7 separate regions of the Mus musculus genome follow, and regions 1, 2, 3, 4, 6 and 7 are each linked to region 5. The links are chromatin contacts, called in public ChIA-PET, Hi-C, HiChIP or PLAC-seq and promoter capture Hi-C maps. All regions are on one chromosome and are shown on one strand. The core of a region is the stretch at or near the end of the contact, and the rest is flanking DNA. Distances in the headings are between cores, read along the strand shown.

The links. Promoter capture Hi-C pulls out the DNA fragments that hold promoters and counts their contacts. Hi-C and Micro-C count contacts between places; a contact is called where the count stands out from the background. ChIA-PET counts read pairs in DNA pulled down with a chosen protein or histone mark. HiChIP or PLAC-seq counts read pairs in DNA pulled down with a chosen protein or histone mark.
Region 1: a contact with region 5 is called in an H3K4me3 HiChIP or PLAC-seq map of bone marrow-derived macrophages, with 6 times the contacts expected there. The contact joins the enhancer-like site here to the promoter of Mindy3 in region 5. A contact is called at or near these places in 3 of 39 promoter capture datasets (the HPC-7 cell line, hippocampal neurons and liver), 4 of 484 Hi-C or Micro-C datasets (B cells, CD4 T cells, Th1 cells and 1 more), 2 of 115 datasets of contacts at active chromatin or transcription factors (bone marrow-derived macrophages and pancreatic cancer cells) and 1 of 9 other capture datasets (liver).
Region 2: a Hi-C map of Th1 cells shows a contact between it and region 5, with 4 times the contacts expected there. The contact joins the enhancer-like site here to the promoter of Mindy3 in region 5. A contact is called at or near these places in 1 of 39 promoter capture datasets (pre-B cells), 1 of 484 Hi-C or Micro-C datasets (Th1 cells) and 1 of 115 datasets of contacts at active chromatin or transcription factors (large pre-B cells).
Region 3: a promoter capture Hi-C map of hippocampal neurons shows a contact between it and region 5, with 4 times the contacts expected there. The contact joins the promoter of C1ql3 here to the promoter of Mindy3 in region 5. A contact is called at or near these places in 2 of 39 promoter capture datasets (hippocampal neurons and second pharyngeal arch cranial neural crest), 3 of 484 Hi-C or Micro-C datasets (Th1 cells, embryonic stem cells and myocytes) and 6 of 115 datasets of contacts at active chromatin or transcription factors (bone marrow-derived dendritic cells, embryonic stem cells, forebrain and 2 more).
Region 4: a contact with region 5 is called in a promoter capture Hi-C map of liver, with 7 times the contacts expected there. The contact joins the promoter of Rsu1 here to the promoter of Mindy3 in region 5. A contact is called at or near these places in 16 of 39 promoter capture datasets (the 3T3-L1 cell line, the C10 cell line, the HPC-7 cell line and 9 more), 2 of 15 datasets of contacts at CTCF or cohesin (the NIH/3T3 cell line and large pre-B cells), 9 of 484 Hi-C or Micro-C datasets (CD4 T cells, CD8 T cells, LSK cells and 5 more), 34 of 115 datasets of contacts at active chromatin or transcription factors (the 230-238 cell line, the SCID.adh cell line, T-cell acute lymphoblastic leukemia and 26 more) and 4 of 9 other capture datasets (adipose tissue, embryonic stem cells, liver and 1 more).
Region 6: an H3K27ac HiChIP or PLAC-seq map of regulatory T cell precursor shows a contact between it and region 5, with 9 times the contacts expected there. The contact joins the enhancer-like site here to the promoter of Mindy3 in region 5. A contact is called at or near these places in 4 of 39 promoter capture datasets (the 3T3-L1 cell line, embryonic stem cells, hippocampal neurons and 1 more), 2 of 484 Hi-C or Micro-C datasets (CD4 T cells and cortical neurons) and 4 of 115 datasets of contacts at active chromatin or transcription factors (cardiomyocytes, embryonic stem cells and regulatory T cell precursor).
Region 7: a contact with region 5 is called in an RNA polymerase II ChIA-PET map of memory CD8 T cells, with 22 read pairs. The contact joins the enhancer-like site here to the promoter of Mindy3 in region 5. A contact is called at or near these places in 11 of 39 promoter capture datasets (the 3T3-L1 cell line, 3T3-L1-derived adipocytes, the C10 cell line and 7 more), 5 of 484 Hi-C or Micro-C datasets (CD4 T cells, CD8 T cells, double positive thymocytes and 2 more), 20 of 115 datasets of contacts at active chromatin or transcription factors (T-cell acute lymphoblastic leukemia, acute myeloid leukemia, bone marrow-derived macrophages and 14 more) and 1 of 9 other capture datasets (liver).

Annotation. Positions count from the first base shown.
Region 1 is chr2:13,411,578-13,415,567 of GRCm38.p6, reverse strand. The region is part of intron 27 of Cubn (cubilin (intrinsic factor-cobalamin receptor)); the gene reads left to right. Among named protein-coding and RNA genes, the nearest start is that of Cubn, 78 kb to the left of the region's middle. Within about 2 kb of position 1,812, at least 226 of the 459 cell types and tissues checked have an H3K27ac peak or open chromatin away from gene starts, as enhancers often do. A contact at or near this core is called in B cells, the HPC-7 cell line, Th1 cells and 2 more, where this site is marked.
Region 2 is chr2:11,546,406-11,549,996 of GRCm38.p6, reverse strand. It overlaps a transcript of Pfkfb3 not described here. Among named protein-coding and RNA genes, the nearest start is that of Gm10851, 27 kb to the right of the region's middle. Within about 2 kb of position 2,171, at least 66 of the 459 cell types and tissues checked have an H3K27ac peak or open chromatin away from gene starts, as enhancers often do. A contact at or near this core is called in Th1 cells and pre-B cells, where this site is marked.
Region 3 is chr2:13,008,864-13,012,411 of GRCm38.p6, reverse strand. It overlaps C1ql3 (C1q-like 3), which reads left to right and starts at 1,548. Exons shown (of 2, transcript NM_153155.2): 1 at 1,548-2,152. The coding sequence starts at 1,565.
Region 4 is chr2:13,269,097-13,272,826 of GRCm38.p6, reverse strand. Rsu1 (Ras suppressor protein 1) reads left to right here and starts at 1,412. Exons shown (of 9, transcript NM_009105.4): 1 at 1,412-1,627; 2 at 1,805-1,916. The coding sequence starts at 1,808. It overlaps Gm13270 (a long non-coding RNA gene), which reads right to left and starts at 1,250. Exons shown (of 3, transcript XR_865976.2): 1 at 1,115-1,250.
Region 5 is chr2:12,417,539-12,421,036 of GRCm38.p6, reverse strand. It overlaps Mindy3 (MINDY lysine 48 deubiquitinase 3), which reads left to right and starts at 1,577. Exons shown (of 15, transcript NM_024185.4): 1 at 1,577-1,878. The coding sequence starts at 1,785.
Region 6 is chr2:13,130,411-13,133,957 of GRCm38.p6, reverse strand. The region is part of intron 8 of Rsu1 (Ras suppressor protein 1); the gene reads left to right. Among named protein-coding and RNA genes, the nearest start is that of C1ql3, 120 kb to the right of the region's middle. Within about 2 kb of position 1,372, at least 13 of the 459 cell types and tissues checked have an H3K27ac peak or open chromatin away from gene starts, as enhancers often do. A contact at or near this core is called in regulatory T cell precursor, where this site is marked.
Region 7 is chr2:13,231,668-13,235,449 of GRCm38.p6, reverse strand. All of the region lies in intron 3 of Rsu1 (Ras suppressor protein 1), which reads left to right. Among named protein-coding and RNA genes, the nearest start is that of Rsu1, 38 kb to the left of the region's middle. Within about 2 kb of position 2,004, at least 31 of the 459 cell types and tissues checked have an H3K27ac peak or open chromatin away from gene starts, as enhancers often do. A contact at or near this core is called in CD8 T cells and memory CD8 T cells, where this site is marked.

The DNA of each region.
Region 1 (3,990 bases), core at 563-3,062, 990 kb before region 5:
TCCAGAAATTCTGTTGTCAGTCTAATAGTAGTCTTCTTTAGTTCTCCTTGAAAAATATCATTGGAAATGAAATTTCTTACTTGTGCAGTTGAGGAGCCCATTATTAGAATCAAATCTGTTCAAGGAGGGTTTAATCAAATCAGTTGAGCCTGCTGACAGCTGTGGGGTGGTAAGAATAAAGCTTCATGTTCCTCAAATATTCCCTGGCTAGAAGTGACCCTTAAGCATCGGGCTCTATTGCAGACCTGCTCAGTCCTTTCTATGCTGCTCAGTAGAGCATGACGGTTTAGAAAGAAGATTCTAGAGCCAGTAAGCCTGGGTTTAAATCTAAGCTTGAATAACCATGGATGGGTTGTTCAGTCTCTGGGTGTCATTTCCCTCAGTAAAATGGAACAATCAAAGTAAATGAGCTAATACACACAAAGAATGAGAACAGGGCCTAGCACACAGCAAACAATGCTAACTGCTGTTCGCGGTACTAATCGAAGCAGAGCTCCTGAGCCAGCCATAGGGATTCATAGTGCATCCATCCTGCAGGCGGAGGGAATTAGTGGCCCCTCGTTTAGAATTCTTCCTTTTCTTTTTGCTGATGACTGCAGCCAGCTTCCTCGATGCATCTTGGCACCTTGCACAAAGTATAAATGAGAAATGACAACACCCATATTCTAGTCTACTGATTTAACTGAAGCTCTTTGAGGAAACAGAATGGAGAGGTTCCATTGACACATTGAAGGTTTGGAAACTGTTAGTAACGGCCTTAAAAACTGCTCCGTGCTTCTCTATAATCCTTTAACAAAGAATGAGTATATTTGCTACAATTTAACATTTTTTGGCTTTTAGAAAGAAAATTGGGGTGAAGAAAACAATCAGTTTTCTTTGCATCATTGATGCATTTCACAATTCTGCATTAACTACACTTGCACTCACCTCAGTTTGTAGAGACTTCATTGCAGAGTTGCTAGGCATTTTAACCCCCAGTAATGCCCAGCATAGGACACATGCCCATAAACAGTGCATTATTATTCTAGCATGAATAGAATCTCCCAGACTAAAGAGAGGCCCATTGGACACGCAAACTGTATATGCTCCAGTACAGGGGAACGCCAGGGCCAAAAATATGGGAATGGGTGGGTAGGGAAGTGGGGGGGGGGAGGGTATGGGGGACTTTTGGGATAGCATTGGAAATGTAATTGAGGAAAATATGTAATAAAAAATATTAAAAAAAAAAGAATCTCCCAGACTATGGTTCAGCCCCTAGCCTTTTGCACTGTCAAAAGCTGTATTTGGGACCTGGGGAGTTGTTTCAGTTACTAAGTATTTGTCACACAAGCAAGAGCACCTGCGTTCAGACTCCTGTGTAAAAAGCTGGGTGTGATAGTACACCTCACATCTCTGTAACCCCAGCACTGGGATAGGCATGTGGAAACAGGAGGATCCCTGGATCTGGCCAGCCAACTTAGTCAAATTGGGAAGAAACTTTGTCTTAAACAGAGTAGAGAGCAATTGAAGACATCCAGTGTTGATCTTTGGCCTGCACACAGCAGCATTCACATGTGCTTAGACCCACGTGCTCAAAAATACACCCTTCACACATAAATACTTATGTGTCCACCCCAAAAGCCATAGTCTACAAACATTTTCCCCTTTATGATAACAGAGTTGTACACAGAGTGTCCCCATGTGTGAACAGCACAGCTCCTTCCTTCTGCCTCTCAGCCTTCTTCCAAAAGCCACAGAGCTTCTCTGTCTGAAGCCTGGTAATTAAAAGCTCCCTTCCTGGTTAGAACAAAGCAGAGAAGCAGAAGAGGTTTTGTGTGTGTGAGCCACAGTGGGTTTGACTCTTTGATCAGGGCGCGCCTCCTTGCTCATTTCCTGAGCAGATGAGTCATGTTTCCTGGAACAGTCCTTTAGAGGAAGTGGGCTTCCACAACGTTAGCTGTCTGCTAATAGCCCTGCTTACAGTAGAGCACCTGCCACTCACAAGTGAGTTTAAGTGCATTCTATAGGCCAGACATTTAGTTTTGTCTCCATACCAGCTGGGAGAATATAGCTTTCTACTAGGATAATCCACATTCAGAATTTTGAAAAGTATAGCAATGAAGCTGATCTCTCTTACGTCATTAAGCAGTCCAAGATGCATCTTAGACAAGATGTTGACTCCAAAATTGTCTGGGTAAAATGTGATTTTTTTGTTTTGTTTTGTTTTTCCAGACAGGGTTTCTCTGTGTAGCCCTGGCTGTGTTCTGGAACTCACTCTGTAGACCATGCTGGCCTTGAACTCAGAAATCCTCCTGTCTCTGCCTCCTAAGTGCTGGGATTAAAGGTGTGTGCCACCACTTCCCGGCGATTTTTTTTAAATTATAAAAATATATGAATTCTTTATTTTTTAGGCGATCAAAATTCTTTTCAGACAGAGAGTGGTGGTACACACACACACACACACACACACACACACACACACACATCACAGCACTTTAGAGGTTGAGGCAGGAGGATCCATTTACAATCAGACTGGCTACCTAAGACCCCTGTCTTTGGGAGAAGAAAAGAAAATCGTTGCCCTTTTCTGACCATCCTCACGATGAAGAATTTTCAACTGACTAGTTTGCTATATAAAATGATGCAGAGCTGCAGCCTTCAAACAACCAGCCTTTGGTTCAAAAGAGCTCTGGTCTCTGCTCCTCATAGCCTCTCGAACTTGAAGCATAGGATTCAGATGAATAAGAACAAAACCTACCACAATTTCCCAAACTACCGTTAAGCCACTTAAAAATCCCTTTACATGCACAAAGTTTGACATTATTTCCCACAACTTTCCACCTCTCTTCCTCCCATACTTAAGCCCAAAGCAGAAAAGTCCAGAGGCATCTACTATCAATGCTTGTGAGTACACTGCACAGGGAGGACCATGGGTGCAGGCACACTGCAAAGAGAGGACCATGGGTACAGGCACACTGCACAGGGAGGACCATGGGTACAGGCACACTGCAAAGGGAGGACCATGGGTGCATGCAGACTGCACAGGGAGGATCATGCATACAGGCACACTGCACTGGTAGGAAATGCTGGTCACAAGGTTAAGTTTTAAATATCATAAATCTTAGTTAGGAATTCTGGTTTAACTTTTTAAATGGGGAAGATTTCCAATTGCAGCATTAGAGACATTATATACCCACATGCATACACACATGCATGCATACATACATGCATACATACATACATGCATACATACAAACATACATATATTAGCTTTTAAAGTTGGCTTGCAGAATAATCACTGCATTTTCATATCTATTTGATCTATATTGGGGGCCACTGTTCACAGCTCCCTTCTGCTTCCTTTTTATACATTAAAACATGTGAAAACACTTTAATTTTAGTTCTTACTTAGCAGGCTTACTCTTTCTTCTGGCAACCTGGAAGAAGAGGCAGGCAAAAGCACTCTAGGTCTCTATGGCTCAAGGTTCCATAATTTTAATTTGTTCTATGAACTAAGCTTTTCCATCTGCAGCAGATGCTCAGGCCATTGGAAGGCACAATAATATATGTTTAAAGCATTTAGTGTTTTACTATGACAGGACAATTGAAGGCTATAGCCTATGGAACTAACCATATGTATCCACAGGAGAGTGTGTTTGGCTCTCAAAGTCTTTCCCTCCTCCCTGGGGAGGGACAAGTTATTCACTGCTCCATCAATGATCATAAAATTCAATATTTATAGAAGTCCATGGACTTCTAAAGACTTCATTTTAATAAAGAATTAGAATAATTAATAATAGTTACCATGAAAAAGGATATGCTCAGGATTAAATGGCTTGAAAATAACGCTGGAACAGATTACTTTCTGTAACAACATTTTAAGACAAATGTTGATGTTTGATTCTAAACACAGAAAAGAGATATGGAAATAGCAGAACATTTTAGTGGGCCAGCTGAGTGACTGGAAACCTAGAGGAGTTTGTAATTCTAATATGGCAAACATTACTAAGA
Region 2 (3,591 bases), core at 922-3,421, 870 kb after region 5:
AGATATCAACCTTAGGTGCCTCACCCGCAGGGAGCACCCAATAACATGTCCTGAACTTCACTAGGGCAAAGTTGAGCAACTGCATGCCAAGTCATACATTCATCTTTGAAACGGTGTACCAACATTTTCCAGATAGACATGGGGTTCCCTCCTGGGAGCTCACCTCCTATGTTATCCAACAAGTGCCAAGACTGGAAGGTCAGAGGTTGGCATGGGGCGGTGAATCTGACTCTGCTGGCAGGGTTCATGCAGAGCATATACTAGGTGCTGGGTCCAATCTCAGCCCTGCATAAACCCTGTGGGGTGGTACACACCTATAATCCCAGCACTGGGGAGGTGGAAGCATCATACAAGGTCAGCCTTGCCTACATAACAAGTTCAAGTCCTACCTGAGACTGTACTGGAGGAGAAGGAGGAGGAGGAGGAGGAAGGAGGAGGAGGAGGAGGACTGCGAACGAAAATTAAGATGTGTGGAAAGACATGTTTATAATCCCAGTACTCAGGAGGCCGAGGCTGGCAAATCTGTGAACTCAAGGCCGACCTGGTTACATAGTAAGACCTTGTCTCATGAAATCAAAACCTTGTGCATGGTGGTGCAGTCCTACAAGCCTGACCCTTGGGAGGCAAAAGCAGGATTTCAGTGAGTTTGAGGCCAGCCTCGATTACATGAGACCCTGTCTCAAAACAAACAACCAAACAACCTAGCAACACTCTTCTGTTTTTCTCTACTCTCTTTAATACTAACTCTAGTTTAAAAACAAACAAACAAACAAACAAACCCTAAAACCAAAAAAACCCAAAACAAACAAACACACACACAAACAAACAAACAAAAAACCAAATAGAAGTCGTAACAGAGAGGTAGTTTTGAGATTTTGGTTTTTAAGAATAAACGCCTCCCCCCACCCTCTCCTCACCCCTGTTAAAGAAACTAGACTGTAGATGGAGAGAGATGTGTCTGACCAGCTGTGATGGATGAAGTCACAGCCTCTCTCTGAGTTTGGTGTTGTGGTGATAGTAAGGGACCTCCCGCCTTTCTGCCGCAGACCCCCGTGGTGTGACATTTTATAATATGGGTGGAGGGAGGAGTGTAGGGCCAGATCGCCTCATACACTGAGGTAGTACATGACACTTCAGCTAGGCATCTTGTCTCCCCACTGGTCTCCAGGGTGACTGCGGCTGTCATGAGGGAAGACTTTCGGTATTAGGGCTGACCAAGAAGCAGGACTGTAGAAACTGGTTTTGAGATCGGCTGGAATAGGAGAAGTTAGGAAATGTGAGATCTAAGAGAACAAAAAAGGAGGACAGGAAGCATGTCAGTTAGACACAGGAAGTCACGAAAGTCATGGTTGCATTTGGAAGGTGCTGTGGAGAGAGGTTGAGGTGGCACTTCTGCAAAAACGCGACACCTTAATGACCGGATCTTCCACGATGGAGACGGTTGTCCCACATACAAAAATCTCCAGGTTCTGGGGTTCCATCTTCAGCACCACAGAGAAGAAGAAATAGGGGAAGGGAGAAAAATGGAGAAAAATATCAGAGCCTCATAGGTATGGCTTAGTCTAAAGCCTGGGCTTGTGACTAAATTTCTTTTTTTGAGGTTTCTTTCAGGCCTAGTGTCTTCCAACAATAGGATTTTAAGTGTTCTTGCATGGGTTCGTTGTCAGAAGGGACAACAAATAGTGGGTCAACGTTTCACTAGCAATGATGGGCTGGGGAAGTAGCTCACTGGTGAAACTATGCCCACAATGTGCATGTAGCTGCGGTTGGATTCCCTAGTGTCACAAAAACAAGACTGCTGAACACAGCAGTTCATACCTGTTAATATCCACAAGAGATGGTGGCCAGAGGATTGCTGAAGAGTTTGAGGCTGGTGAGAGCTAGTTAGTGAGGTTCAAGGCCAGGCTCAGCTACAGTGTGAGATTTGGCCAAAACAAAATAAAACAAATAACAACAACTAAATGAATACAAAACCCAGGGCCATGTACATAGCTCAGTGAACAAAGTTCTTTACCATACAAGTCTGGTGGCCCGGGTTTGATCTCCAGAACCCATGTAAATAGGTGGAAAGAGAAAAATGACTTTTGAAAATTGTCTAATCTCCATACTCACTCATACCACAGAGGGGTGGGGGTGGAGGAATCTGATGCCCTCTACTGGTCTCTGTGGGATCCTGCACATAAACTCACACAGGCGAGCATGCTAAGTAAATCCTCTTACAGATTAGAACTGTTCTAGATGTAGTGGAGGGGGAGGGGCAAAGGGCAGGAAGATCTCTGTGAGTTCAAGGCCAGCCTGGTCTGCACAGTGAGTTAATGCCCCAGTGAGTTTATGGACAGCCAGAGCACCAGAGAGACTTTGTCTCAAAAAAGAACTGTGGAGGAAGAGGGGGAGGAGGAGGAGGAGGAGGAGGAAGAGGAGGAAGAGGAGGAAGAGGAGGAGGAAGAAGAAGAAGAAGAAGAAGAAGAAGAAGAAGAAGAAGAAGAAGAAGAAGAAGAAGAAGAAGAAGAAGAAGAACTGTGACCATTCCCTAAACAAAATCAAAGGCCAGGCCTGTGGTTCACACCTGCAGCCCAGTACTTGAGTGGAGGAGGAAGGCGGTAAAGGTTACCCTCAGCTGAAAATCCAGTTACAGCCTGGGCCATAAACCGCTGTCTCACAAAGTTCAAAACCAAAACCAATCAAAAAAAGCAAGGAAGTAGAGTTTTAAAAACCATAAAAATAACCAGGCCCAGACTCCTCCAAGAACGAATAAAAAAAAATAAAGGAAACAAACTCTCTAAGTTCTTCTAGCTTCTTTGCAGGTGCTGGGACCTAACAGTAAGGCTCTTTGTGTAAATCTGTGACCTTCAGGTCCACCCTCAAGGTGCTTTGTGTGAATCCTTGACCTTCAGGTCCACCCTCAAGACTCTTTGTGTGAGTCTGTGACCTTTATGTCCGCCCTCAAGGCTCTTTGTGTGAGTCTGTGACCTTCAGGTCCACCCTCAAGGCTCTTTGTGTGAGTCTGTGACCTTCAGGTCCACCCTCAGAGACCCCTTAGTATTAGTATGTCTGCTTGAGAAATAAGCAAAGAGAGGCTGAGAAGGGTTAGGTATCTTGCTAAAAGTCACACAGCAAATTATGTGAGGAACAGAGCTGCCTTTGCATCTGCCTTTCGAACATGGACCCAATCTGTCACATGCTGTGTAGTCTGGCCTGGCCTGGCCTGGCCTGGTCTGGTCTGGTCTGGTCTGGTCTGGTCTGGTCTGGTCTGGTCTGGTCTGGCACAGAATGGCATGGTATGTTGTGGCATGGTATGGTGTGTTATCTATGTCAGAAAAACAGCAAGTGATACACTAAACCTCTATTAACAATCAAGCTCTTTGTGAGAAGTAGAGAGACGGCATCACGTGAGAGATATATGCTCATTGGTGAAAAAAGGCCTCGACTCTATATCCCAGTCAGGACCTCCTTTTTTCTCTCTAAGTGCAGACCCCAAGACATCCTTAAGGAGGGAGCTTTGTCAGCCACTGATTCTCTCATTGATCCCACAGGAGCTCTGTGGTCTGAGGGAAGGTAATAGTTTCAAGTCTGTTTTAGTATCTGCTATCC
Region 3 (3,548 bases), core at 299-2,798, 590 kb before region 5:
TTTTAAGCAAATGCAACTTCAAGTCCAATGATGGTGTCTCCTGAAGGGCTCTGCAACTGGAAGCCTCTGAGTCAAATGCACATGCATGCTCAAGCCCTTGGCACTTGTGAAAAGAACCAGCCCTCCTCCTTTTGGGCGGTGGGCAAGTTCATTTAAATCAAGAAATGTCCTTTGGTTTTTAAGTACACGTCACTGTTCTCATCTTATTTCATCTAGAAGGCTATGGAAGCAAATGCTAAGGTTAAAAAAAAAAGCACGCACATCTACTGTCTGGAAAATTGGAGAGAGCCCTCCTTATGTTAAAAGTGGCATTTTGAAAAACACCTGAAGCACTGATTGTGGATGAGCCAGAGGAGAAATGTTGTCATCAAACCTCCCTCCTTTCAACCTTCACTTCCACCTCCAACAAGAGCTGTTGGCACTGGGGAAATAGATTTAGGTGTGACCCTTGAGTCCTGAGAGCAGTTGCGCAGCTGTCTCCCTCCCCCTAGTATGACCAGCTAGGGCGCTGCCATCGTCTGGGCTAGACAAGGAAGTATTCAGGGTTTCACTGTTCATCCCTTGCTGAGAGGGGGGAGAGGCCGAAAAAAAAAAATCCCACATTGTCAGAGTAATGCCAAACTCTGTGTGAGTGGGATGAGCAGAGCAGATGCTGCAGAGAGATGCCAAAGCGGCTCCCCTTCCTCTGTGCCTTGGGTTCCTATAAATTGCTCCGGCGCGCGTTTGTCAGCCTCCTCTTCTCCTGGCAGGTGGTACCCAGGCAGAATTCTGCGTTCAGCTCTCTCGTTCAGCTTTTCGGCGGCGAGGCTCTCGATGCTGCTGGCTAGCTCCTATCTCCTCTGTCCCTGAGCTTCTCTGAGCCGCGGATCCTGCGAATTGCCATTGCTCCGCGCATCTCAGGGGCCTCCCGACCCCAAGCAACCGCAGCCCTCTAGGGTTGGGGGGTGCGTTTCTGTTGGAGTTGCAGGAGAAAAAGAAAGAAAGAAAGAAAGAAAAAAAAAAGAGACAAGGACAGACGAACCAAGCCAACAAAAGAAAAGCAAGAAGCAGAAAAAAAAAAAAGGGCAACTTCAGACAGAAAGTTGGTGAGAACTGGCGCAGTCTGCAAAAAAGGAAAAGTCGATCACGGGCAGCAGCGGCATAAAAGTGTGAGCTGCTCCGGACGAGCGCAGCAGGCGGCAGCTGGCTTTGCCCTCCGGGTGGCCGCTCCGGCACCCGCCGCAGCCACAGGTGCGAAGGGGCTGGCAGGAGGCGAGAGGGCGCCCTGAGCACCCCTCCCCCCAACCCCCACCCCCAGCTCGGGACTTCAGTTCAAGTCACTTGGCGCCCCAGCTCCCTCCCTAGCCGCAGCCTCAGCGGGGGGGAGCAGGAGCCGGTCAAGAGCGACCGGCGCGCGCCCGCCCAGGGGAGTTGGGGTTCGAAGGGGGATTGTTTTCGGCTCTGAAGAGGTCCCCGCCCAACCTTCAAAATTTTGTCCAAAAGCAGACAAGAGGATCGGCCCGCGCTGAGCCGGCTCGTGGGCAGCAGGAGGCGCCTGATCGCCGCCGGGGCGCTGGGGGTGGTGATGGTGCTTCTGCTGGTCATCCTCATCCCGGTGCTGGTGAGCTCGGCCGGCACGTCGGCTCACTACGAGATGCTGGGCACCTGCCGCATGGTCTGCGACCCCTATGGGGGCACCAAGGCTCCCAGCACCGCCGCCACTCCGGACCGGGGCCTTATGCAGTCCCTGCCCACTTTCATCCAGGGTCCCAAAGGCGAGGCCGGTAGGCCGGGGAAGGCAGGCCCGCGTGGGCCCCCGGGAGAGCCCGGACCGCCGGGCCCCGTGGGGCCCCCGGGCGAGAAGGGAGAGCCGGGTCGCCAAGGCTTGCCCGGCCCGCCTGGGGCGCCCGGCCTGAACGCGGCCGGGGCTATCAGTGCAGCCACCTATAGCACGGTGCCCAAGATCGCCTTTTACGCTGGCCTCAAACGGCAGCACGAAGGCTACGAGGTGCTCAAGTTCGACGACGTGGTAACCAATCTCGGAAACCACTATGATCCCACCACGGGCAAGTTCACCTGCTCCATACCGGGTATCTACTTCTTCACCTACCACGTCCTGATGCGCGGAGGGGACGGCACCAGCATGTGGGCTGATCTCTGCAAAAACAACCAGGTGAGCGCGGGCAGGCAGTGGGGAGGGCGGAGAAGGTGCTGACAAGAGGGAGGAGACCCCGGAAATGGGGGTGGGAGCCCGCGGAGGAAGGGTGCGGCAACCCGGCTCCCCGGGCTAAAGCGAGGGGGACTCTGTGACATGCTGGAAAGGCGGGGGTCATACGCAGAGGAGAGCGCCTTGCAGCCCAGACAAGGTAGTTTTAGGGTGCCAGAACCGTGCTCGGCGCGTGCAATTGAGAGCATAACCCTCGAGGGGCGAGAAACTGGGATCTTGGCCCCGGGGCCAACTCGTGAACTTGCAGCAACTGTCTTACAGCAGGCCGGGAATCCCTGGTCTGTGGCATTATCTGCAGTTTAGAGTCGCTTCCAGCCTTTTTCTGAGAATGTAGAAGGTTTCAGAAGCCCGAAATGGGCGTGTCAGGGCTCCAGATTCAGAGGAGATAGACCAGCATTCCGGGGAGGATGGAAGGACCCCAAGAGCGAGTCTCAGACAAGGCTGCCCAGGGCTCAGACAGCACTCTGCCGCGCGCATGTAATGGCATGGCCTTTGAGAGGCTTTGGGCGGTGAAACTCAATAGTCACTTTACACTCCAGTTAGTTTCCAAAGGAAGAACTGCTGGGAACAGAAAAAGTTGCATTTACACTGTAACAGTATAGCAGCTGGCATGCAAACACAGGAACCCCCACTCTTGGAGTAGGAAAAGGAACAAGAAAGTGGTCCGGGAAGTTGCCGGGTCAGAGCTCAGCCCTTTCACCACCCACTATCTCCAGGGCAGCGCGGCAGAGGCCCTTCCTAATCCTAGCCTACTTGATCACAGCTGCCTTGCCTGGCTTTGCATTGGCTGCAAAATAGCCTCATATGAGCCTGAATCAGGACCTGCTCTTCAGAGCTGGTAGGTGGTGCCACAAGGAACACTGGCTTGCAGTGCGGGCCAGGACTACTTTGCCTTTGTTAGAGTCAAGTCAGTGCAAAACCGAAGCATCTTTGTTCTTGTAGCCGCAGGGAGAAAATACACTTCTAACTACCTAAAAGTGTAATCAGACCTTCTGCACAGTCCAAGTAGCAGGCACCCGGTGGTGAGGCCTTCGTACTGGTAGCCAACTGTGCTAGCTGAGTTCCTGAGCCCTACACTTTGCTTACTGACCAACAAGAAGAAAGATCCCGCGTCCCTGTCATCACCTTCAAGATACCTCGTTTCACGCAGTAATTTTGACTTATCAAGGGCCGGCGTGCTCTAGGTCTTTGGTCCCCTGAAAATTCAGATATTATCTAGACGCAATTTTCTACTGAGCACCTTTAGGGCTTTCTTTCTTTCTTTCTTTCTTTCTTTCTTTCTTTCTTTCTTTCTTTCTTTCTTTCTTTCTTTCTTTCTTTCTTTCTTTTCCTTCCTTCCTTC
Region 4 (3,730 bases), core at 163-2,662, 850 kb before region 5:
GTTACACCAGCCCTAAATGATGCTTTAAACTTATATAGTAAAACTATCTCCATCAGAAACAGCCAGAGAAAAACTATCAGTAACCTTTCAAAAAGCACTAATAAATATTGATGCTTTGGGCTTAGAGGGCTCACAGAAACTGAAACTGCATCCACAGCTTGTATGAGACTGTGCTAGATCAGTGCTCTCAGCAAATGTCTAGCTTAAGAAGTGATGAGGCAAGCCGGGCGTGGTGGCACATGCCTTTAATCCCAGCACTTGGGAGGCAGAAGCAGGCGGATTTCTGAGTTCGAGGCCAGCCTGGTCTACAGAGTGAGTTCCAGGACAGCCAGGACTATACAGAGAAACCCTGTCTCGAAAAACCAAAAAAAAAAAAAAAAAAAAAAGTGATGAGGCCTGGACAATGCAAGTTGCCTGCATTGCAAGTATCATCGTTTCATCTGAAGTGTGTTTAAGGAGAAATTTCTGCTTTCAAATTCAAAGTGCCGAATCTTTTTCTAGTACCTGCTTGGCTCATTGCTTATATATGTGTGTCTAAACTTCTGCACGTCTGTCTGACTGCTTATCTGTCATGTACCTAATGCCAGAGGAATAATTCTGGAATGATTTCCTATTTAATAGTGTGAAATTGTCACTAAGATTAAGTTTTTTACTGGGTCATCAAGATCTAGTCATTAGGAGGTAGAACCCAGAGGGTCAGCAGAAAGTTTATCTATCTATCTATCTATCTATCTATCTATCTATCTATCCATCCATTCTATTTGAAGAAAGTGGGAGAGTTCTAAGAGCCAAGATTTCACGGTTCATGGGTGTAAACACCAACTCAGACTTCTGACATAGTCGTGGTTTACTGTTAGCATCTAACCCTAAGGGAGATAGATTCCAGTTCCCAAGACCAAAAGGAACGGAGCAAAACAGTTAGATACAGAAACCTGTGAGTTACCAGCTGAGGACATAAGTTTCGGGCGGAATCTTTGTCTTCAGAATCTTTACCATAATCCAGACCTCATACCTCCACCAGGTCTGCGACAGCCAGGGGCACACGAGGGACTCACGGTAACAACTCTCCGTGGGAGGGGACCGGCAACGAAAGACGCAGGACAAAAGAGAGTACCTGACTTGTGGATTTCTCAGGACGGAACTCCAAATCCCTCAACACAAGCTGCATTCTAAGAGTCTACCTCGGTACCAGCGACCAGCTTAGAATCCCCTGCTTCCGCCCACAGAACTTTGTCCTTCAGCTAGCTTACTGAGCATGCGCAGAATCTAGATCACATGCACTTGCTGAGTCCAATTCAAGTTCCAAACTCAAGAAGATGGGCGTTCCTCAGCGTAGGGCGGAGTCTCTGAGACTAAAACGTGTACGATTGGTCCGCCTCGGGGTCCACTTTCTTCAGTGGGCAGAGCCTCGCCTGGAGCCACAGCTGGGAAACAGTTCTCCTAATTTGGGAAGTGTCAGGCCGGGAGGGGCGTGGGGTTGGCCGGATTTTGTGTGCGCCTGCGCGATCGCTGGGACAGGGTGTGTTCCTGCTGCGGGATCCTGTTTTCGGCTGATCCAGTTCATCGCTCTCCACCCGAGTTTCCCTTGCAGGTCCCTAATCACACCCACCAGGTGTTGCTCGCTGCGGTGAGTGTGCGGGGTCCAAGTCCTCCATTAAGGACTCCATGGTGATACCCATTCTCCCCTAGGCAGCCCTGGAGAATTCAGCCTGGGCCTCTGCTCCTTTCCTGCCTTAACCTGCCCCACAACCCCCAGGCTCCCATTTTTGCCATCATCCACGTGCTTTGTTGTCCTTTGCTACAGAACATGTCCAAGTCACTGAAGAAGCTGGTGGAGGAGAGCAGGGAGAAGAACCAGCCGGAAGTGGACATGAGTGACAGGGGTATCTCCAGTATGTTGGATGTCAACGGCTTGTGTAAGTTCTCTTGGACAGTTGCTAAGTTTGTAAGTAACTGCTCTCTTGGGAGGCGAGTTTCGGAAGCCTGCCATTCCACCTTTGCTCGTCACTTGGTCACTTGTCAGGAGCTTGCAAACCACAGTTAGTTCTGCTGGGACTGGTGAACCAGATGAGAACGTCACACGAGGTGTGCTGCAGTTCCTTCTCAGCGGGTGAGGGAGCTTCATAGCTTTGAAGTCCATCTTCCATGTAGTGTCCCAAGTAGCCATTTTTGTTTGTAATTTGGAAGTCACGTTTTACTCTATGAATCATGAGCTGGTGGTACTCAAAAATTACATGCATAGTAAGAATTCTTGTGCCAGTAGTATTTTCAACATTTTCCTTCATTACGTATTCCTGGGTCATTCTCCCATTTGTGTTCAGGCATTGCTCAATCTTGTGATCCAAGCTCAGCACCCGTTTAATCAGGGTGTTGCTTTCAGCTGTGAACTTATATGACTCTTACTTTATTGTTTTTTTCTCATCTGTAAAACCAGACAGGGAACTCAGTACAAGTGGGAATGGTCATAAACTCCATTGCCTGTGCCCTTCTCATGGGCATCTCCTCTTCTCCACATGGAGACGGTTATCCCCATGTGTAAATGCTGCATCACTATCGCCAGATTTTGTGTTGAGAATTCTAGTGTCCACTTTTTCATGATCTTTAAATTCTGCAAACTAATTCTGGTCTTTGAAAACACTTTTTAAGTAAGTCACCACGCTTCTGTAGGTTCCTGTGACTTCATTTGGATCCTCTGAGAGCTTAACTGTTGAGAGTGGTACCCCCACATTCCTCAGCGGGACATACAAGGTCTGATTCTGATCATAAACCGATCCCTTCCATGCATTCATTCCAAGCGATGTTGAATAAGCTCCACTGAGTGACCCTGAGCAGCCAGATCTTCCTGACTTGCAAGTCTGTTGTCTCCTTATCTATATGCCTTTCCACCTGACGTCCCTTAACTTAACTGCCAAGAGTCAGCTCAGACATCATAGCCTATGAAAAACGTTCTCTTTCTATCTTCCTGTGTGAACCCACCTTTCTACAAGGCACAGATTGCATAGCCTTTAATTAATTAATTTTTTAAAAAAGATTTATTTATTTCATATGTGAGTACACGGTTGCTCTCCTCAGAGACACCACAAGAGGGCTTCCATTACAGATGGTTGTGAGCCACCATGTGGTTGCTGGGAATTGAACTCAGGACTTCTGGAAGACCAGCCAGTGATCCTAACCGCTGAGCCATTTCTCCAGTCCAATTAATTTATTTTTAATCCAGTAGACTCTCTTCCTCATTCGAATACCAAGAGAATATGCAATGCCATGCTTGTGTTCTTGAGAATAGTGTCTGGAACACAGTCGGCACTCTAAATGTTGATAGGAGTCAGAGTAGGATGTTAGAACATCAACCAGAGGGGAGCTGTACAGAGACCTTAAAGTCAGTGGATAGCTTCCTAGGCATGAAGACTCTTGTCTGTTCTTGGAGTACAGGCTGGGATGGATGTTGACACATTAAGGCCAAAGTGGACTGCAGACATCTAGCTATCATGAAGAGTCCTGCTTTGACATACCCTTAGCATCTTGATAACTTCTTGGTTTGGGTGACATGTGTTGGTCTCTTGCAGTAAGAATGGGTTTGTGGTGATTTTTGACACTGAAGTGTCTGCCGAGGATCTAGACACTCCCATTGCTTTGGCTTTATTTCGGTTTCCACTGCTGTAAAGGAAGAAGAGGCTAAACAGAGAGCAGGGGACCAGGTGCATCTGCGCCCTGAACAGCACCTAGTTCTCTG
Region 5 (3,498 bases), core at 328-2,827:
GTTTACACACACACACACACACACACACACACACACACACACACACACACAGACACACACACACAGACACACACACAAATAAATAAATGTAATTTTTTTTTTTTTTTTTGAGACAGGGTTTCTCTGTATAGCCCTGGCTGCCCTGGAACTCACTTTGTAGACCAGGCTGGTCTTGAACTCAGAAATCCATCTGCCTCTGCCTCCTAAGTGCTGGGATTAAAGGTGTGTGCCATCATGCCTGGCATGAATGTAATTTTTTAAAAAATAATATAGAGAATACAAGAGACATTTTTAAAAACTCATGAGGAAGGCCGTGGTCACAACAGGTATTTTTAGCAATCCCCTGGTACTACAGGGAAGAATGCTTTAAAAAAACTATACATTAGGAAACCCTTGTTTTCAAACTGGGTGATTTAAAATGAGTTCATTTATCTTAACTAGTTAACGTGGAACAAGATAAGATATCTGTATTTTGAAATCAGCAAACTATGTGTCTTGAAAAATTACTATATTAAATAGCAAGGTGCCTAAAATGTGAGTCATTGGTGTTGCATCAAATTGCCACAAAATATCTTAATGAATAAAATATCCCTTGTTTTGTGAATATATTCCATATGCCAGAAAGGACCTGGATCCTTTTACACATTTTTTTTCTTTTATACCTCACAATATGTGTAATGGTGATAAGTGTATGGCAATTACTAATTTAGGGAACAACAATCAAAGGTGGAGTGAAGCTAACTTGATATTCAGCATGGAAGAGTCTGGGGTTTTCATGACTCAGAGTCCGACTTCCAAATAAGTATGAAATACTGCATTCCAGAAACAAATAAGCAAACAAACACCCCAATGTCCACAAACTTTTATAATGCACATTTGCCCTTTCCATTCCTAATTGTCAAAGCCAACCAATGAAAATTCTTTTTTAAATGCCACAAATAGTTTTCATACTAAGTATAATGGAATGTTAATCCTTGAATAAAACCTGGGTCTTTAATCCCAAGTACTGCCAACATAGGGGCCTTAAAATTTCGATATGAAATCTGTGCTATTTATCAATTGGTTGGTTTAGGTCAGCTTAGCCCCAGTTAGCTTTGTAATGTGTTATACCTGTAGAGGTATTTTAAATACACAAATGCATTTACAGGTGTAACTAGCTAATGACTTGGTTGGATTTTTTTTTTTTTAAGGTTTATCAAGAGACTGAGGAAGGCAACTTTCAACTCAAGGGTATAGCCCATCCTCTTATAATTCTAGCTTACATAATATTCTAGATTTCAAGGACCAGGTAACAGCAAAAGCCTCAAAGCCTGCTACAAAAGTAGAGCAGAAATCAATTTTTTAAAAAAGGTTAAGAAAAAAAGTAGAGCAGAGTCCAGGAGAGGAGGTCTCAGCCCCCTGGTAGGGCAGTGCAAAAGTCAATAGTCCAACTATCCCCAAACAGGACAGCTCCCAAAAAAAGCCAAAGTCTCCTAGCGTTTAGAGACTCTCTCTCCACTTCTGCTTCCGGGGAAGAGATTTTTTTTTTTTCTCCCAGCCCTCCGCGGGGGCGGGGCTAAAGGAAGCCGGAAGTCAGGCCGCTTCCGGCAGGGGAAACTCCTAGTTGCCGCTTCGCCCGGCTTGACAGGCGGTCTGTGCCGGCAGTGTGCTGCCCTCACCCATCTCGACCTCCCGTTCGCGTCCGACCGCTGCCGTCCCGCTGCCCTTTTCTCGAGCCTCCCCTTCCCTATGTTCCGGGACCGGAGTCCGAGAAGCAAAGACCCACTTCTTGTCCAGTTCCCATCATGTCCGAAGTGACCAAAGAGCTGCTGGAGCTGGTGTGGGGCACCAAGAGCAGTCCCGGACTGTCGGACACCATCTTCTGCCGCTGGACGCAAGGTACCAAGGCAGGGCTCCGTTCCAGCCGCTCAGCTTGGGCTCCGGGAGTCGGGCCAGGACGCCTCTTTCGGTCCCATTACCCCCGCTCCACCATCTCGCCCCGACCCCATCACCTCGGGTACCTGGCGCTTGGCCCCAATGCCCATTCTTCACCAGTACCCGTGCTTGGTCCCAGTAACCACGCTTTAGGCACTCGGGGCACCCGCGTTCTGTCCCAGTAGCTCCAGCCCCTCCGGTCCCCTCACTCCTTCCCTGTGCTCGCGCTTAGTATCCCGGCTTCAGTCCCTCTAGTATCCGCACTCTTTCCCCGTACCAGCCCTTGGTCCCAGTACCCCAGCTGCGGCTGCTCGGCTTCCCGCACTCGCTTTCTTTCCCTGTACCGGCGCTTGGTACTAGTACAACTCTAATCTTCCGGTACTCGCACTCTTTCCTACAGAGTTTGATCCCAGTACCCCTGCTCTGACCACTTTCGGGACTCTGCGCTCAGTTCTAGATCCCGGACTTGATTCCAATAACCCGGCTCAGACACCTCGGGTACTCTGTGTTAGGTTCTATTGCCATTGCTCTGGCCTGTTGGATACCCAGAGCTAGTACCCCTGCTCCAATTAGTGGTTCTCAGCCATCCTAATGTTGTGACCCTTTTATGCAGCTCCTCATGTTGTGGTAACCCCTAATTATAAAAGTATTTTGTATAAAAGTACTTCATAACTGTAATTTTGCTACGGTTACGTAGTAATATAAATATCTAATATGCGACTCCCAGGGGGTCGCGACCCACAGGTTGAGAACCATTGCTCTAAATGGCTTTTGATGAGGAAGAGTTTGAGTGAGAGAGTGTTTACCAAAGAACGCAAGTGCCTCTGCCACTCTGGGCTAACCTGCTGCAGGAGTGAAAGGGGAGGGGCCCTGGGACTGCAATGTGTGATACAAAGAGGGTGCCACTGTTAAGATCATTACATCTCCAGCCTTCGAGTGAGCTTTAAGTTATCGTCAGTGTTTGGAATGTTTTTTGGATGGGTGGTGGGAGGGTGGAGATCTAGGTGAGTAATACGGGAAAGCAGTTTCATGTTGTAATTAATGTGGTTAGGTGTGGTGCTCTGAATGGAAACACAGTGTTGCTTGCTGCTAGATTGTTCCCTTGTCTTCAAGTATCCCTGATTTTGTGATGGCATCTGATATTGTTGGTTACATTCTTTAAAGGAATATGGATCACAGCCCTTCCTCTGCTAGTCTAATGATGCTCAGAGCTACTCTTAGAGGGCAGTGATAAATGTTGCTGTCGATAGTCTTTTGGGATTATGGGAGTAGTCATAGGGCACGGACTTCCTGCATTAGTAAAGTGGCTTGATTTTTGTGGTCGATAACTGCATTGAATTGACAGCTGTAACCTCAGTCTTCGGAAAATAAGATGCAGGTATAAAATGGTTTGTAGAGCAAAGGTACACTCAGAGAGTTTGCATTTGTGAAGTTACATTTGTAAAGCTACTATGTTGCTTTGCTTTGCTTGTTAAAATAAGCCAACCCAATAACACATAGTTGTTAGTTTTTCATTGATGGACGGTTTCAGTTAACTCTTTGGAAATTCACTTCAGCTAAAGAAGTATGCATTTTGGGTTATTT
Region 6 (3,547 bases), core at 123-2,622, 710 kb before region 5:
TTATCCCCTTTCCTGGTTTCCCCTCGGAAAACCTCCTAACCTATCCCCACTCCTGCTGCTCACCAACCCACCCACTCCTGCTTCCCTGTCCTGGCATTCTCCTTTGCTGGGGCATCGAGCCTTAATTGGACCAAGGGCCTCTGCTCCGATTAATGCCCAACAAGGCCATCCTTGGCTGCATATGTGGCTGGAGCCATGGGTCCCTCTATGTGTACCATTTGGATGGTGTTTTTTTTTTTTTTTTTTTCCCTTTGGAGCTCTGGAGGTTCAGGTTGGTTCATATCATTGTTCTCCTATGCGACTGAAAACCCCTTCAGCTCCTTTGGTCCTTTCTCTAGCTCTTCCATTGAGGACCCTGTTTCTTATTAAACCAGAAGCTCAATTTTGGGGGTGGGAGTGGGATGAGGAGGAAGGGAGGGAGGGAGGTGTTGGGCAGGAAGCTAGGTGGGATGAGGAGGGAGGGAAGGAGGTGTTGGGCAGGAAGCAAGCTGCCAGTAAGATCTTGAGCTTCTGCACCAGAGTGCCAGTTTTGTAGGCAGGCATATGCCAAGTCTAGCCTTTCACATGACTGCTAGTGGTCTGAGTTAAGATCCTCATGCCTGTAGCGCAAACGCTCTTATACAGTGGCCCAACCTCTCAGCCCCCTGGCCTCTTTAGAAAAGGAAAACCTGAGATCCAAGGGAACGGAGATTTTCCCAGAGTTCCATTTAGTATGTGGAAGAGCCAGGACTCAAACTTGGGGCTTCCCATGGAGTGCAGGCCCAGCCTACAGATGGCCTGTCGTCAGGCTGCTTCCTTCTCCCAGAGCCTGAGTAACACAACCGTGTCTTACAGTCATCCGTTAAGGTATTGTAAGCGTCAGGAGGCTTAGTGATCACGTGGAAGGTGGAGGACAGTACTGCATGTTTTAGTTTTCATTTTCATTTTGTTATAGTACTGAGTGCACTGTTTGGAGAATTGCGTGGAGAAGATGTGCAGAGAGTGCTCAGTAGTTCGTTTTCACTGGTAAGCACGCAATCACTCTTAGAGTCAGCAGGCAGCAGGTCTTGAGTTTGAGTCCCCAGCCCCAATGTAGAATCATAGTAAAGGAAATTAGATTTAAGATAGCCTAAGAACACAACCCAGAATCTAAGCCCAGGGGCCCCCACTTTTATTTCTTATTTGTCGTTACCTATAAGGAAAATCACTAGAAAACCAAGTCTTAGGTATGCTCACTCTGGTGAGCCAAGATTGGATGCTGAACTAGACAGACAGCTCAAGCACGTTTTATCTTCGATAAATGTCAGTTTCTGCCTTGAGATCAAGGCAGACACATAGCCTTTGTGATTCAGTGATCAGGAAACAGCATCTCAAGCGTGGGGCACAGGAAAAGCTCAAACATGTCCCCATTGGGAGGTTATGTATACGTAGTTACATCCTTTCTGAGCTATAGCAGGGCTGAGTCCTCGTGTCTTTACCCGAAAGATCTTTCATGTACATTTCTATGTATATGCGTTCTTCCCTGTCTTTCTGTGTTATTTTGAAAGGCACAAATAAGAGTTGTTATTTCAAACTGTATCCTTGAAAGTTGTTTGGCATCAGAATCTTGGGTATAGGGATTCATTTGGCAGGGAGTCTGCAGGTCTTTTTTTAGTGGGCAGTAGAACCTAGCTGTAGAATAAAACTTAACTTGTAAAATTAATCTGTAATACTCACAGGCAAAATGCGGAAGAGATCAGAATTAATCTTTAAAAAGTACCAGGCAAAAGGCAGATAGCCTGGACTCAGAAGACAGTGGTATTCATGGAAGTGACAATTAATTATTTAATTCCAAGGACACATTATAGTCTACAAATATATATCACGTTCACAATTGACTACCTATTTTATGTGGCAGAATACCAGCTTTGCATATTTATTAAAATTATTCATAACTGCATAGCCACCTAGATGAACTGTTGAGTTCTTGTCCTGTGTTCCAATATATTATTTTTTCCATTTTATCATGGCATGAGACCAGAAATTTGTCTAAATTTCATAGTGATCTGTGGCATAGTCAGCATCAGCATCTCCTAAATCCATATTTTATCATTTCCATTTTGCTTAACATAATCTTTTAAGATTTAAAAAATAGTAAATATGCATGAAAAAAATCAGTTCTTTTTTATCTTTAAGAAACAAGCTCTAGACAAAAATCTTTGTTGAATTCTTTCAAGAAAGCTATTATTATATGGTGGGCAATTGGGTGTCAAATAGTCTTTTTTTACCTAAAAATCCACACAAGACATGAATTTTTTTGGAGTGGAAAAAAAAGTAACAGTAGTTTTCTGAGTGTGGTGCCTCCCTTGGGTGTTATGTGTTGATCTATATGTTAATGTGTTGTTCTGGTCGGAGCATACAACAATGTGGGATGATGACTTCTGAAGACAGTTGGCTTTCACTTTATATTCTAAGCCTGAGACTTTTGTTAAACGTGTGTGTGTGTGTGTGTGTGTGTGTGTGTGTGTGTGTGTGTGTGTGTGTGCGCACACCTACACACACCCAAAGGAGAATCCACTGCTCTGCCATTCTGTCTCATTCTTCTGAGAATGAACCTGGAGCTAGACTGTCAGTCAGCAGCCCCCAGTGATCCTTCCGTATCTGGGACTGCAGGTGCATAAATGGCCACGCCTACATTTTTCTATGGCACTTGGCATCCTCATGCTTGTACAGAAAACACTCTTATCCACTGATCCATTTCCCTAGTCCTTTTACAGAACTTTCTGGACATCAGTAAATAGTGTTGGCCTTCTAATGTGGCCAGGGAAATGTACATAAGATAATGCACATAGGTCCCTGAGAGCTGAGTTGGCCATGTAGTGCTCATTTAATAAATAGTAATTGTTGTGAGCGACAGTGATGGTGTGTCATAGAATGTCACAGAAGGTGTGAGCTCGAGTTTAGGAAAAGAGAGATGATAAAATGACACTTGTCTCCAATAGTGCGTTTCTAAACTGATAAGGAACAGGGAAGACTTGAGAATTCAGACTATAATAGTGAAGGGACCCTAGGAGACACCTTGGATAATGCAGTTGGATGACTTCTCTAGAACATGGGACTAACTAGCTATCCTGGCACACAGCATAGTCCACAGACTGCAACAAAACACTAGCTTAATCACAAGAAGCAACCACTGAACTACATGTGGTGTTGTTTAAGGAGCTAAGATGTGGCAGGTAGTGTTGGCTAATATAAAATACTTCCATACTCCTTTGGCTTGGTCTTCTAGTCACTATTGATTGATCTTCCACCTCTGGCTCTCTGCATAATCAAGAATCTGCACTTTGCTCCGCCCTCAGGGCAGAAAAACATCTCTGTATGAGTGGTATACCAGTAGTTGTACCAGCAGGAAGGAGGACACAGGAGGAATATATGCCTTGGAGTCTCTAGAATTTCCCTGGGGACCTCGTAAATGTCTAAGATTAAAATGAAGCCTTTCTTCCTTATAAAACAGTCATGTCTTAAAGGAGCTGCATTTGATGCTTCTGAGCTGTATATTTTAGTGGATTCTATAAAATTCCCAATAAAG
Region 7 (3,782 bases), core at 755-3,254, 810 kb before region 5:
TGCATACAGTGTTCTCTGATGATGCATGCATACAGTGTTCTCTGATGATGTAGCACCATAACGAGCCAGCCAAGGTTAAATTGAGCACAACAGAAAACACACACACACACACACACACACACGAGAGAGAGAGAGAGAGAGAGAGAGAGAGAGAGAGAGAGAGAGACAGACAGACAGACAGACAGAGACAGAGAGACAGAGAGAGACAGAAAGAACAAAGGAAGTGTGTGTACATAGTCTAGGATGTGCAATATACAGGTGTATGTATTTTAATTATTCTTAAATTATTGAGCTTTGTCGTTGTTTTAAGAATTAAAGCAAAACTGAGCATAGTCGCTTCAGAAGCACACATGGTGCCCGTGATGTCACTGGCTTTGGGTCCTGCTCTCCTGTGATGTCACTGGCTTTGGGTCCTGCTCTGCCCGTACATCAGTTCTTTAAGCCCGCACATCTCAGGTTTGGAAACCGCGGGACTGAGTGAAGGCAGCAGTGGTGTATTTGCAGAGCAGATAGACTTGACGCTGGTTCTTGAAGAAAGTTTTCCAGAGCGTTCAAAAGATGATTTTCTAAATGAATGAGAAGCAGGTATAAAAAGTGCCAGTAGGCGCCACCTGATTTATTAGCTTGAATTTACATTTAAAAATAAGATTGCATTTGTAATCTTAGAGCCCACCCCTAGTCTTGAGTGGAATGTGCCTATACATATATACATATATATTAATTTTTAAGTAATAAAATTCTTGTGACCACTTTCGCTTTCTCTGTTACTCAGTCCAGTAGGACAGACTTGTCCTGGTGTGATTAATTAACTGTTGACAGAATTTTGATTTTCTATTCAGTCTGAACTGTCTTTTGTTTGATTTTTTTTCATAATTTTTATTTTCAGTATCCTTTCTCCTCACCTCTATGTTCCTTCTTCTCTTTATGTTACCACTTTCATCTCTGAAGTCATAGCTCCTATGCCGTCCGTCAGAAAGCTTAGATGAACTCCCCTTGTTTCTGTGAGGCCCTCTTCCCCTTCAAAATAAACCACGACCATGTGGTGTGTAAAACAGAAGGCTCCCCACAGCTCATCAGGCTGTGGGGGACAGCACCCCACATGTGGAGTTAACTGAGAATTAAGCAAGGCGAGAGATAGCATTCATCAAACTGTACCCTCTGTTAAGTGGAGGAATTACACTTAACGTGGTTAAATAATCAGAGTCAGAGGTTCTGATCTTCTGCACCCTGAGCCTCTGCACTGCCATCTCCCCTGGCTACTTCTTTAAGTGATTTATGTGTGCACTTTAACTGTTCCAGGCAAGGGAAACCCAGTGCTTAATGGACCGAACACTTCTGTGGCTCTGATCTTTGTTTCCGTTAGACCAGGCAGACTTGCCAAGGTTGGAGGGTGGTTTGTGTGTCTTGTTCTGTCTCTGGCCATCTTCGTCACCTCCCCTCTCTTCCCTGTTCACGGAATGACCCCTTTCCTCAGCCTCTAAGCACATGGTCTGATAGGCAGAGCACCCCATGCGGCCTCTCCGTGGTCATTCTCAGTTGTAAAGAAAGGCAGAAATGTGGGCAAACGGTGCTCTGAGCAAGTGCTGACGGTTGGACTTAATTAAGTGTTATCTGCCGCTTATTGTTCATAATCACACCTGAACATACATGTGTTCATATACTACATTATATTAACTATACTATTATAGTGTATTACATATAATAAAGCATACACATCAAAGAGGCTGAGCAGGTTGTTTACGCCCCAAGCTTGCTTCCTCTGTTGATGGAGGATGTGTGTCTTTTTAATTTTTGTCTCTTGTTTCTCTTCGTCTTTCTAAACTTTCGAGGTATTTTTTGAAGCAGGATGTCTGTCCTGATCTTCCGTTTCACTGGACGTCACTTCCTCTCCCCGGCTTCCAGAGCCGTTTCTCCTCCTTTGGATGTGATGGTCCCAACCAGCTCCCCAGGCAAAGCTAGCTGCTGATGTGTGACTGAGTTAGTGGGGAACCAAAACCACACCACGTGTGATTAGGAACATATTTCTTTTCTGCTAAGCTAATGCAGACTCTAGGTGCCAGTCAAATTGTGTCTGCTCAGAAGGGAGGCAGTTCACACCCGTCATATCTTTAGGAGTTGCGTGTGGTTGTGCATGCCCTTTTTGTAGCTCAGGGACGTACATTTTTGCCTGTTTGGCTTCATATTACAAACCCACTTTATTGCTTGTTTGTTACAATTTCCTTCTAATTTTTATATAACTGATTGTTCGCTTTGTAGTTGGTAAGAGGGTGACACCACAGTTGTGTGTCTGTGCAGTGGTTAACTCAGGATTTTTTTTTTTTTGTTTTGTTTTGTTTTTGTGGTTTTGTGGTTCATAAAACTATTTAAGCTGCAGAATCCTAAGGAGGCCCATGAAACATGTGTGCCCTTGGGCACTCATGCTCAGCAAATACTTGTTGATTAGCCACAGGTAGAATTACTTTAGTTACCTGTATGTCTAATAATATTTGGGGAGATGGTGGCCTTTATTAAGGTAGGGGCTTAGATAATTGGCGAATTTTTACTTTTACCTTGAGGGCCATCTAAAACCTGTTAAAAGAAAACTTGCTTCAGTGTTTCATAAACTTTATGTTTTTAAATAACCTATAACTACCGTAATTCACTGCTTTAATAGCTGCTTTGGAGAAAATCCCATAAAATCTGTGAAGCACAACATGATTAGTTCAAACTTCAAACTCGAACAGTAATATATAATCACTTCATTATTCACCGTGTGTTTTTGGCCAGAAAGCAAAGGTAATTAATCACCCTAAGTACAAATGACCTTTTTTATTTGCATATAAAATTTCCAGAATCATGTGAGAGTTAAGATCTCTTTTTTACATGGAGTCATTGAAATGGCACCTAAGGCTAGGTAGGATTCCTGGTTTGCTGTAGGAACAGCACATATGTAAGGAGTCTGGACACTGCATCTGGTCGGAATATGGGGCTGGTCTCTAGTTGTGTTGGGTAAGGATTGACGGCTGGCTCTGTGACTTGACTTTCACCAGCAATTCCACACAGACTCTGTAGTGTTGGCGTCATTCAGGCTGCAGAAAATGCTACCTGTCCGTCTTTTCTAGAATGGTTAGATCGCTCCTGTTATATATCCTGAGAAGCCTTGCTTATTTTCACGTATTATCCTGTTGTTGGTAGCATTTCTTTATCTTCCTTGTAGGAACGAGCTAACTTAGTACTCTTCACTACTCTTTACTCTTTCAAAGAAAGGCTGTAAAAGCCTAGAGTGTAACGAAATAACACCACATTTACATTCTTTATTGCAGCATCCAGAATACTTACGTTTACATTTTTATTGGTTATTGTGTGTTCATGGTATGTGTCTGTGTGTGTCTCTCTGCATGTGTATGTGTGTGTCTGTGTGTCTCTGTGTGCATGTCTGTGTGTGTCTCTGAGTATATCTGTGTGTATATTTGTGTATATCTGTTTGTGCACGTGGTGCATATGTATATACACATCTGTGTGTGTCTATGTTTGTGTATATCTGTGTATGTGTCTGTGTGTATGGATCTCTGTGTGTGTGTCTGTGTGTGCATGTCTGTGTGCATCTATGTATGTGAGTATCTGTGTGTGGTAGGGTGGGTAGGACAAACAACATACAAAGTCACTGAATTACTTCAACCAGGAACAAATTCATCATGAGCAAATGTGGTCCAGTAGAGACAGGTCGGGTGTTGTATGGCAACACTTGTGTATGTATCTGTGTGTGTCTCTGTGTGTGTGCGTGATGCGTGTGCGTGTGTGTG